Linked DNA regions of Mus musculus: region 1 is linked to region 2. The links are chromatin contacts, called in public HiChIP or PLAC-seq maps. All regions are on one chromosome and are shown on one strand. The core of a region is the stretch at or near the end of the contact, and the rest is flanking DNA. Distances in the headings are between cores, read along the strand shown.

The links. HiChIP or PLAC-seq counts read pairs in DNA pulled down with a chosen protein or histone mark.
Region 1: a contact with region 2 is called in an H3K4me3 HiChIP or PLAC-seq map of the SCID.adh cell line, with 5 times the contacts expected there. The contact joins two enhancer-like sites. A contact is called at or near these places in 7 of 15 datasets of contacts at CTCF or cohesin (the G1E-ER4 cell line, the NIH/3T3 cell line, embryonic stem cells and 3 more), 174 of 484 Hi-C or Micro-C datasets (the AML12 cell line, B cells, the BV-2 cell line and 79 more), 21 of 115 datasets of contacts at active chromatin or transcription factors (CD8 T cells, the SCID.adh cell line, T-cell acute lymphoblastic leukemia and 9 more) and 3 of 9 other capture datasets (adipose tissue, embryonic stem cells and liver).

The regions. Positions count from the first base shown.
Region 1 is chr5:108,152,421-108,158,150 of GRCm38.p6, forward strand. Ccdc18 (coiled-coil domain containing 18) reads left to right here. Exons shown (of 29, transcript NM_028481.1): 7 at 3,339-3,435. It also overlaps the pseudogene Gm8190. Among named protein-coding and RNA genes, the nearest start is that of Ccdc18, 22 kb to the left of the region's middle. Within about 2 kb of position 1,726, at least 3 of the 459 cell types and tissues checked have an H3K27ac peak or open chromatin away from gene starts, as enhancers often do. A contact at or near this core is called in the SCID.adh cell line, where this site is marked.
Region 2 is chr5:108,035,638-108,041,559 of GRCm38.p6, forward strand. No RefSeq gene overlaps it. Among named protein-coding and RNA genes, the nearest start is that of Mtf2, 27 kb to the right of the region's middle. Within about 2 kb of position 2,559, at least 10 of the 459 cell types and tissues checked have an H3K27ac peak or open chromatin away from gene starts, as enhancers often do. A contact at or near this core is called in the SCID.adh cell line, where this site is marked.

The DNA.
Region 1 (5,730 bases), core at 476-2,975, 120 kb after region 2:
CATGGAAGTTACGTTTTCACGTAAGTCCATTTGTAAGAGCATTTATACAGAAACATTTGTTATTTGTTAGGCAGTATTTTATAGTGGAAAATGTTTAGATTTGGGAGTCAGATTTTACCTCTCGTCTTTATTATCTTGGAAAACCATCTAATTTTTAAAACTTCAGCTTTTTTATCTATTAAGTTGCTATTGCCTTGGTATGCACAAGAAAAAGAAACATGTAAAATAACGTTATGTAGTAAAGTACTTACAAATTTTAATTATTATGTAAAATTTGTGGTTTAGTACCCTAAAATTCACACTCACTCAGATAATCTTTGTATTTGGGTATTTAAAGAGATAACAATATGGGAAAACCAGATTTAGAATATAACAGCTAAAAACTATAAAAGGAGAGCTGCTAGTTTCCCTCTGCAGTACTTAGATAAGAGATGGTAACTAACCCTAATTCTTTCCTTTTGTCTACTTTTCCCTTCCCTTCCTTCCCCTCCTTGCCTTCCCTTCTTTCCTTCTTTTCTTTTCTTTCTTCCTTTTGGAAGGGAAATAAATGGGGCACATACAGATGATGACACATACTTGAACTTAAAAGTAAAATTAAATAAATATTAAAAAAGGAGAAAAAACTAAAAAAAAAAAATAACAGCTTGAAGAGTTGAACATCACAAGTAAAAATGTTTATGCAGAGCCAGGCACAGTGGCACACATCTTTAATTCCAGCACTTGGAATGCAGAGGCAGGAAAATCTCTGTTCCAGGCCAGCCTGTTGTACCTATATATAGAGTTCCAGGACAGCCATGACTACATAGAGGGACACTGTCTCACAAAACCAAACCAAACCAAACCAAAAGAACCAGGTAGATTTAGTTATTATACTTTCATTTGAAATTTGTTTATAGTTAAAGAAGCTGAAAAATAGAAAGTAAAGTTCCTGAAGGGAAAGGCTGAAGACTATAAATGGAACAATTGACTTTGGGTAATAGAAGAGTTATAAGTTTCCCTGATGTGATGGTGTGATTTTAAATATTAAAAAATTAGCTGGGCGGTGATGGTGCACGCCTTTAATTCCAGCACTTGTGAGGCAGAGGCAGGCAGATTTCTGAGTTCGAGGCCAGCCTGGTCTACAAAGTGAGTTCCAGGACAGCCAGGGCTACACAGAGAAACCCTGTCTCGAAAAAAAAAAAACCCAAAATTAAAAATGTTCTTGTATGGGGATGATATTGATTTATGAAGCTTAGTGTTCTCAGGTAAGTATGAAGAAAGTCAAGCTTATTCAGGAAGTAAAAAGCAGGTTTAAACAGTGGTAGTAAATGGATTCTTATTGTTTAGTTTTGTATTAGTAAATATTACAGGTTTTTTTTTTGTTTGTTTGTTTTTTTCTGAGACAGGTCTCACTAACTCTGGATGACTTAGAACTTATTGTGTTGATGATGATGTTTTCAAACTAAAAGAGATAGGCTTGCCTTTGTCTCATGAAAGTTACTGGGTTGTTTGTTTGTTTGTTTGAAACACATGAAGCTGTTTAGTTAGGTTGATAGCAGTTTAGAACACTAGTTTGTGAGGATATGTCCTGTTTGTCAAGGAGAACTGAGGCTGCACGTAGCCCTGGAGCTGAGGAACAGCGTTGGTCTTTGGCAAACTGTGAGTTCATAGTTCTGATTAACCTTGCTCTGCACTGTAATCTCATATTTCTCCTTTTCCATTTTGAAGATCTTGCCTTCCTGGTGCCTGGGCTTGCACAGCTGGTTCTTTTCAAGTAAGAATCAGCCAGGTGTTTGGGGATTTTAACCTTGCTGATACTATCTTTTGTAGAGGTGGCAATGACAAACTTCTGCACAGAGGAACTTGGTTGAGGGCAAGAGGTCCAGTCACAGGTAGCAAGCCACTGCCCAACTGCTTCAGGAAAACCACTCTTTTTCCTCTGTGGCCCTAGCGAGGATGATCAGGACAGTCCCAGGAGTGATGCTGGCAGGCAGCCTTCTCATGTGCTGACAGAAGGGCTTTTTTGCCATGGCTCAGCAGCTTCGGAGACACATCTTTGGTAGGATAATACCTACGCATTTTTCAAAGCTTCACCACTTAGGTACCACCATTCTTGTCACCACCAACTTTTTTTGTGACAGTAGCAAGGATCTTTTTTTTTTCTTCTTTTCAACCTTGGACTTGGCAGCTGAGTATTTCCTTTTGTACAAGGGCTTTCTGGAATACATAGCAGATCGGGAGTGCCTGCCAATTCCTCTAACTAGGGCAGGGGCTGCAATGGGGCTTCCCTTTCCTGGGCTTTTTAGCTTTAGGGTTACCCTTTTTTGGCTGCACCAGTGGCTGGGGCATCAGTGGCGACAGCATTGCCACCAGCCTTCTTGGCTGGAGGTTTCTTCTCTTTTGTATTGGGCTTGGCTTTTTTGCCTGCCATCTTGAAAGATGGGAAAGAGCTTGTTTTTGGTTTTTTTTTTGTTTGTTTGTTTGTTTTGGTTTTTCAAGACAGGGTTTCTCTGTGTAGCCCTGGCTGTCCTGGAACTCACTTTGTAGACCAGGCTGGCCTCGAACTCAGAAATCTGCCTGCCTCTGCCTCCCGAGTGCTGGAATTAAAGGCGTGCGCCACCACGTCTGGCTTGTTTTTGTTTTTTTTAGTAACTTAAAAAATAACCTTTGCATGGATTATTGAATTGAGTATCTAACATTATATACTATAGATTGGTTTTATAAGACTTGTAATCTTTAGAAATTTATTGTTCAGTGTAAGGATGCTTCTCTACTGTTTTCCAGATTAGGGGATAGAATTGTATGTATGGAATGTATAGGAATGTATGTATGTTTCAAAGTTGATAAGTATTTATGTTATATTTTGTTTATGTTGTTGGAGTGAGAAAGTTATTGTAGTGAAACCAAACCCCACAGTAAAGCCTGATACTCTGTTTTGGTTTTAAAAAAATCTACTTCTATGCTAGGAAAGATGATTCACTTGGTACCCGCTAGACACTATTGCATACACATATCTGTATCTCAGCACTGGGGAGATGGAGACAGGTGGAATCTTGGAACACGTTGTCTAGCTAGTCTAGCTAAAACGATGAGCCCCTAGCACACTGTGAGACCCTGTTCCAAAAAAATGAAGTGGAGAACAATTGAGGATGAGACTTCAAGTTGACCTTTGGCCTCCAAATGCATGTCCAAACACATGGATAGGTAGGCATGTACACATATATAAAAGCATGTACACCACATGTGTCCATACATATACACGACACATACCCGTGTGCGTATCCACACGAACATAAATTTGCTTAAAGATTAATTTCTCAATGCAGAGAATTCCTTTTATTATTTCTTTTAAACGGTAGAGCTGAGCGACAAAGGAATGAAGCCCTCTATAATGCAGAAGAGCTGAGTAAGGCCTTCCAGCTGTACAAAGAAAAAGTGGCTGAAAAACTGGAAAAGGTGAGAGAAGTGTTTGTTCAAACTCAGTGTCTTGTGTTACTGTCCATAGTTAAAAGTGGATAATTCATAGAATGTTTTTTTAAAATAAGATTTATTTATTATTATATCTAAGTACACTGTAGCTGCCTTCAGATACACCAGAAGAGGGTGTCAAGTCTCATTACGGATGGTTGTGAGCCACCATGTGGTTACGGGGATTTGAACTCAGGACCTTCAGAAGGGCAGTCGGTGCTCTTAACCACTGAGCCATCTCTCCAGCCCACATAGAATGTTTTTACCTATGGAATAATAATTCTAAAGATTTTATTCATAATAAAATAACATTTTTATTTTAATTGGGAAGTGGTGGTGCACTCCGAAATCCCAGCACTCAAGAGGATCTCTTGAGTAAGCAGGTGGATCTCTGTGAGTTCAAAGCCAGCCTGCTATACAGAGCTAGTTCTAAAACAGCCAACGCTACAAAAAACCAAAACCAACCAACCAAACAAAAAAACACCCAAACCAAACAAAAACCAAAACCCTGTTTTGGAAACAAAACAAAACAAAACAACAACAACAACATCCCCAAACTTTTATTTCAAATTGATTTTTATTTTGTGTGTGTGTGTGTGTGTTTAATCATTTTAGTTTTTAAAATTACATATATATTTGGGAGGTAGGGGCTATATGCACATGAGTGTAGGTGCCCATGGAGGCCAGAAGAAAGTTTTGGATCCCCTCGTACTCAAGTTCCAGGCAACTGGGAAATGAACTTGGGTCCTCTACAATAGCAGTACCTGTTCTTAACCACTGGATTCTCTCCAGCCCTGTTTATCTTTTGAGATGACCTTTCATGAAGTTGTCCACAGTGCTTCTGCCTCAGCCTCTGAAGTAGCTGGGATTATAGCTACTTGGAACATTATGTCCAACAGAGGAAAGTTTCTAAAATATTAGTAAGGAAGATGCTTACCAATATTTTTATTATCAGAAGAAACTTTTATTGAAGGAAGAGTAAGTACAAGAAAGAGAAAATATATAGAGAGAAGGAGTAGGCGAGTAGAAGTTGGAACTAGAAAAGTAGAAGCAGGAAATTATTGGCTGTATTTAATGGTGGAAATCTTGGGCATTAACAAATTTGTGCAGAGAGGAAGGTGAAATGTACAACTGTGGACGATGATAAATAGAACAACTTCTGATGAAACTCAAGAAAAAAGAAGACCAAAGTGTTGATTCTTTGATCCTTCTTAGAAGGGGGAATAAAATACCCATGGAAGGAGTTACAGGGACAAAGTGTGGAGCAGAGACTGAAGGAGAGACCACCCAGAGACTGCCCCACCTGGGGATCCATCCCATACAATCACCAAACCCATACACTACTGTGGATACCAACAAGTGCTTCCTGACAGAAGGCTGATATAGCTGTCTCCTGAGAGGATCTGCCAGTGCCTGACAAATACAGAAGTGGATGCTCACAGCCATCCATTGGTCTGAGCACAGGGTCCCCAAAGAAGGAGCTAGAGAAAGGACCCAAGGAACTGAAGGGGTTTACAGCCCCATAGGAGGAACAACAATATGAACTAACCAGTACCCTTAGAGCTCCCAGGGACTAAACCACCAACCGAAGAGTACTTATGGCTCCAGCTGCATATGTAGCAGAGGATGGTTTTACTACTCCAACAAAGGCCAAACATCTGATAGTGCTACTCCTTGGACCAAGCATATCCAAACCATCACATATGGTGTCTTGGTTCTTTTCAGGCGCTATGACAAAACACCATCAGGCTTATGATTCCAGATGGTTAAGAGTCCATGATTGCAGAACAAAGACATGGTGCCAGAAACAGCTGAGAGCTCACATCTGGATCTATAAGCAGGAAGCAGAAAACACATTGGACATAATGGCAGTCTTTTGAAACTCCAAATCCACTCCCAGTGGCACACCTCTTTCAATAAGGCCACACTTCCCAATCCTTCCCAAACAGTTCTATCAAACACTAGCCTGTGGGAGTTAGTCTCATTTAATCCAGTGCATATGGGTTCCAGGGAAGAAACTTAGGTTGTCAGGCTTGCATTGTTAAACAGAAAGTACCCATGCCCACTGAGCTACCTTGGTTGCCACTTGTATTGCAGTTTCATTGGGAATATTTTAAATTTTCAAAAATTACATTTCTGACTAGTGAGATGGCTCATTGGTTAAGAGCGCTGACTGCTCTTCCAGAGGTCATGAGTTCAAATCTCAGAAACCACAGCCCTGGAGTGAGCAGGGGTCTGGAGCAAGTGGAGGTTGGGGGTAGGCGGGGAGTGGGGGAGCAAGAG
Region 2 (5,922 bases), core at 1,309-3,808:
TCCAACACAAGTGTGTTAGGGGACCAATTGTTAACCTAAGCTTTTACTTCTCGCCAATGTTAATTCAAAGAAAACCCTCCCGGATGCCATCTGGGAGGGGTTTATGAGCTGCAAATTGAGTGCTCAGAGAGCAATTAAGCATTTAAATTAGAGCCCTGTGTAAATTTAACAGCTGGTAGGTGTTGTCATTTCCAAGCTACAAACCACCTGCTTAGCAGGATCTGCATACAAACTGAAGGAAATAGACTGAGTGCCTGAGAGTAGAAGCTGAATTTGGTAATTTAGAGCATAAATTCAGATTACACCTACAGCTGGGGCACCTTTAAGGGGAGGAGTTGAAAGCCCATCCTGGTCTACACCAGGCTTTTGTCTCAAAACAACAACAAACCCCAGAGATTGTAATGAAAAACCTAGAAGCTTACATCGAAATACATGGTATCTATATAACTTGTTTCTCTTTTGTTGCTTTTGTTTTTTAGACAGGTTCTCTATGTCGCTCTGGGTGGCCTAGAACTCACAGGGATCAGTTTGTCTCTGTCTCTAGAGTGCTGAGTTTAAAGGTATTCACCACCATGCCCAACAACGTTTTTGTTGTTCTCACTTAACCAATGTTTCTAGACTTCCCCTTGGAGATGGTCATAAGGGGTAAGAAAGGGAGTTCTCAGATACTGACTGGTCTTGTGGTTGACTATGATTGACCAACTCCTCAGCTCAGTATGTATTTTTTTTTAATATTTTATTTTTAGCTAGACATAGAGGCACATACGTTTAATACCAGCACTTGGTAGGCAGAGGCAGCAGATCTCTGTGAGTTCAAGGCTATCCTGGTCTACATACAGAGTTTCAGGACAGCCAGGGCTATGTAGTAAGACCCTGTCTCAATTGGAAAAAAAAGTTTTTATTGATTTTAATTTGTAAAAAACAATTTTTATTGATATTATTTTCTGGTTTTATTTACTTATTTATTTTACTTATGAGGATGGGTGTTTTGCCTGTGTGTACGTATGCCTGTGCACAATGAGAGTGCAGTGACCTCAGTGGTCAGAAGAGGATGTCAGATCCCCTAGAACTGGAGTCACAGAAGGTTGTGAGCCACCATGTAGGGGCTGGGAATTGACCTTGGGTCCTCTGGAAGAGCATCTAGTTCTCTTAATTGATAACACATCTCTCTAGATTCCTCAGTATGATGTCTTTTCTTGTGAAGGTCAGAGGTTACTGTCAGGAGTCTTTCTCCATTACTCTCCACCTTACATTTTGAGGCAGGGTCTCTCACTGAATAGACTAGTCTTGATAGCCCAATCGTCCCAGACACCTGTCTCTAATCCCAAGCTCTAGGGTGACAGGCAGGATAAACCCTCTTTTTACATGGGTCCTGAGCACTGAGCCATCTCCCCAGCCCTCTTAAGTATTTGTTTGAAATCTTCTGTAACAAATACTGGTAGTTGTTGGAAAGGAAAAGATCAGAGAATTTGGATTAATTCTTGGTCTAGTTTACACGTGTTATTCCTATTTCTTATTAAAATTATAACTCCCCTTCACAGAAATCCTGTGTGATCTATGACTTTAGAAAAGAGTATTCTGAGGAGTTTGAAGAAATCTGGATGTCAGAATATCTAGAACTGGAGGTCTATAGTCAAGCAAGAAAGAAACAGAAATAATATCAGGGGGTCAGTGCTGTGGTAGAACCTGACTGCCAGAAATAACTTTAAGTTAACAACAAGAGCTCTGATATTTGGAAACTTAGTTTCATACGCTCTAGACAATTTCCATATGCCATCCTATTTAATCCCACCAGTCCCGAGGGACAGGTGCACACCTGCCCTTTGCAAATGGGCAAGCTGAGGTTTAGGGGTGGCTTTGCCTTTCTGTCACTCTCCCTTGGGGTGTTTACATGCTTGCCCTTCTAAATTTAATTTCCTGTTTGTCTGCACCTTCAACTAAAATTGCACTAGGATTATAACACAGAGGGAGGTTATAGCTTTATCACTAACAGCATGGTCAGTTCCTTTCACGTTAACTCATGTAACTCATGCCCTTGATTAAATAAAATGTATCAGAATTCAGATGGAAGGTGATACTTCCCACTGTGGGAACACATATGCGGGCCATACTGTGAAAAGAATTCTGCACACACATATTGTTAAAGGTCTTTTAGTTATTAGATTTATTTATTTTATCTTATCTTAGATTTATTTATTTTATCTTATGCATGCGTGTGTGCATGTGCGTGCGCATGTGTGTGTTGAGAGGAATGTGCAATGGTTAATGGACAACTTGTTAGAAGTTAGTCTTCCTTTCAACCCTGAGGGTCCTAGACTCATACTCAGCTCCTCAGGCTAGGTGGTAGGTACACTTACCTGGTGAGCCATCTCAGCTGCCCATTGTTAATGCTTTGACAAATGAGCCCGTACTCACTGTTGATGGTTTACTTGTTTGGAGTGAATTCTCCAGGGTATAGGTGTCCCCGGAGAGTTCAAGCAGCTGCCTAGATCATCAGTGCTTTGAGAAGAATAGAGGGTTTAAGTAGATAGGACTACAGCAGCAACACCAGGGACAAAGCTGGCCACCCGACCCCTGCTGGCTAGCGACGAGACTTAAGGCATGGCCTTTAGTGTGTTTATCCACTCCTAGATTGCTGTCCCTCTCAATAAAACTCAACTTAAAAATCAATTTCCCAGGCTTGGAAGAGGACTCAACAGGTGAAGACCTTTGCTCCCAAGCCTGGTGTGAGTTTGATCTCTCGGATCTACTTGGTGGAGGCAGAGGCCAATTCATGAAAGTTGATGTACACACACACACACACACACACACACACACACACACACACAGGAGAGAGACAGAGACAGAGAGACAGAGAGACAGAGACAGAGGCAGAAAAAGAGAGAGAGAATAAATGGTTTTGTTTAGTTTTTCTTTTTGTGAAGAAATTTGCTTAAATTTTGAATGTTTGAAGGAACACAAAACTAAGCCATAAAACAAATGTTTTTAAAACTTTTTTTTTTAATGTTTCATGTCTCTACTTCATTTTGCTTGTGACAGTCAGAGCTCCCGTATGTCTGTCCTACCAGGACCTTATCCATTCTATACCATAAATTGGATTCCCAATCTTATAGGTACAATTATAGAAATACAAAATGTAGGAGTTCAGGCAGGAGAAAGTCAGGGTAAGGCTCACAGGGAAGGTGATATAATTTGTGCTGGATCTTGATGACGGCATTGTAATTTGTCAGTTCAAGAAATCATTGAAAGCCGGGCATGGTGGAGCATGCCTTTAATCCTAGCACTAGGGAGGCAGAGGCAGGCGGATTTCTGAGTTCAAGGCCAGCCTAGTCAGTTCCGAGACAGCCAGGGCTACACAGAGAAACCTTGTCTTCAAACAAAACAAAACAAGAAAGAAAGAAAGAAAGAAAGAAAGAAAGAAAGAAAGAAGTCATTGAAGTGATAAAAGACCTGTTGACAGCTTTTAAGTAGATTCCCTACTTGGAGATAAAGGACTGGAATCAGAATATGTCAGTTCAATACCTATTTTTTACATTTTTCTTTTTTTTCTTTTTGGTTTTTCGAGACAGGGTTTCTCCGTGTAGCCTTGGCTGTCCTGGAACTCACTCTGTAGACCAGGCTGGCCTTGAACTCAGAAATCCTCCTGCCTCTGCCTCCCAAGTGCTGGGATTAAAGGAGTGTGTGCCACCACGCTTGGCCCAAATGAATCTTTAAAAAAAAAAAAAAAAAAAAAAAAAAAGACAGGGGTCTCATTATGTAGTTCTGTCTGGCCTAGAATTCTCTATATAGTCCAGGCTGGTTTTGAACTCACTGAGTGAGACCTGCTTGCCTCTGTCTCCCAGACCTGGAATTGAAGGTCTGCCCCACCAAGCCTGGCTTTAAGACCTAAATTTGTCATTGCTATGTGATTGTGTGATCTTAGGGATTCTCCTGTACTTAGTTTTCTAAATGAAAATGATATATATTGTGATGCCAAAAATACAGCAAAGACAGAAAGCAAAAACAAAACAAAAACAAAAACAAAAATTGTCCGGCAGTGGTGGCTCATGCCTTTAATCCCAGCACTTGGGAGGCAGAGGCAGACAGGTTTCTGAGTTTGAGGCCAGCCTGGTCTACAGAATGAGTTCCAGGACAGCCAAGGCTATACAGAGAAACCCTTTCTTGAGGAAAAAAAAATACAAAAATAAATATGAAACAAAAAGCCCCCAAGTTCTTAAATGAAATAAGAGATAATTTTTACTGGGCATAGTGACAGTGCCTTTAATCCTAGCACTTAGGAGGCAGAGACAGGTGGGTCTCTATGAGTTCAAGGTTATCCTGGTCACACAGTCATTCCCTGCCTAAAACGCTGAGAACGAGGAGGGGTGGGGGAGGGAGAGAGAGAGACAGAGAGAGTAAAAGGCAAATGGAGGCAGAAGAGAGAAACACAGAATTATTTATTCTGAAGCCAAAAATGAGTGGCCATGACCCATGAACACATATTCAAATTGCTACAAGCGCCATGTTCCAATGTAGTAAGAGTTTCATGAAGTCCTTTGTTTTGGCTTTGGATTTCTGAGACAGGGTTTCTCTGTGTAGTCTTGGCTGTTCTGGAACTCTCTCTGTAGACCAGGCTGGCCTCGAACTTATAGAGATCCACCTGTTCTTGCCTCCTGAATGCTAGGACTAAAGACATGTGCCACCGCCTCCCGGCAATTCACGAAGTCTTCTATACTAACAGACCAAAGCAAAACATAAATCAAGATGCTTTTCAGATAAGCTGGTGGAAGTATTAGGTAAGCAGGTTGCAGCAACGAGGAGAAACCTCTGCTGGAGCCTCAGATGTGATCTGATGACCTTCTTAGGGTTGGTGGAAGCAAGGGTCTATTTGTACATTCCAGAATGTTAGGTAAAAGATTGAGATAGGCTATAGATGGCTCCTGAAGCGGCTAAAATAGCACAAGATTATTTGTCTCTGGACTTGAGACATTCCAACACTTCATAGCCACCCTTTCCAATCAGTCAATCAGCCCTGTAGGAAGTTTAAGATCCTTGTGATTTTTCCCTGAAAACTTCATTTCACTCACCCCACCCTATCCTATCCCTCAGAGGATTATTAAGTGCCAAGTAGCTGGGAGTTAAGTTTGAAGTATAGAGCTAACCACTAATGCTCGTTGTTACTACGTTAGCATCTGTATCAGTCTACTGGGACTTTCATTACAGATACCACTGCCTGGCTGGCTTAAGCAACAGAAAAGTATTTTCTCAAAGTTCCTAGTCTAGAAGGCTGAGACTGAGACATTACTAAGATTCAATTCCCAGATTCCCATTTTTGTGATGTTCCTCTTCTCCATCATTCGGAAAATGGCCTCTCCTGTGTGTCTGTGTTGTAATCCTGTGCTTCTTAGAAAAACACCTGGAGTCGGGCATGGTGGCACACACCTTTAATCCCAGCACTAGGGAGGCAGAGGCAGGTGGATTTCTGAGTTGGAGGCCAGCCTGGTCTACAAAGTGAGTTCCAGGACAGCCAAGGCTACACAGAGAAACCCTGTCTCAAAAAAACATAAAAAAAACAAAAAACAAAACAAAACAAAAAAAAAACCCAAAAGACAAAAAACACCTGGGCCAGCAAGATGGTTCAGTGGGTAAGGGCACTTTGTCACTAAGTCTGATGGTGAATTAATAGGCAAGAACCAATCCCCGAAAGTTGTTCTTTGACTCTCCCACGCACAAATAAATAAATATAATTTAAGAAAAGAGCCTACCCATATGACTTTATTTTACTTTAAGCCTTTTGAAGCCTAACCAAATATAGGGGTTCTGAGAGAGTAGGGTGAAGAATTCAACATTATGTATTTTGAGGAATACATAGCATATGACATCAACATAAAATGGGTGCCACCTCAAAGACAAATATAAGATAGTTTATTCTTCAGCCAAGTG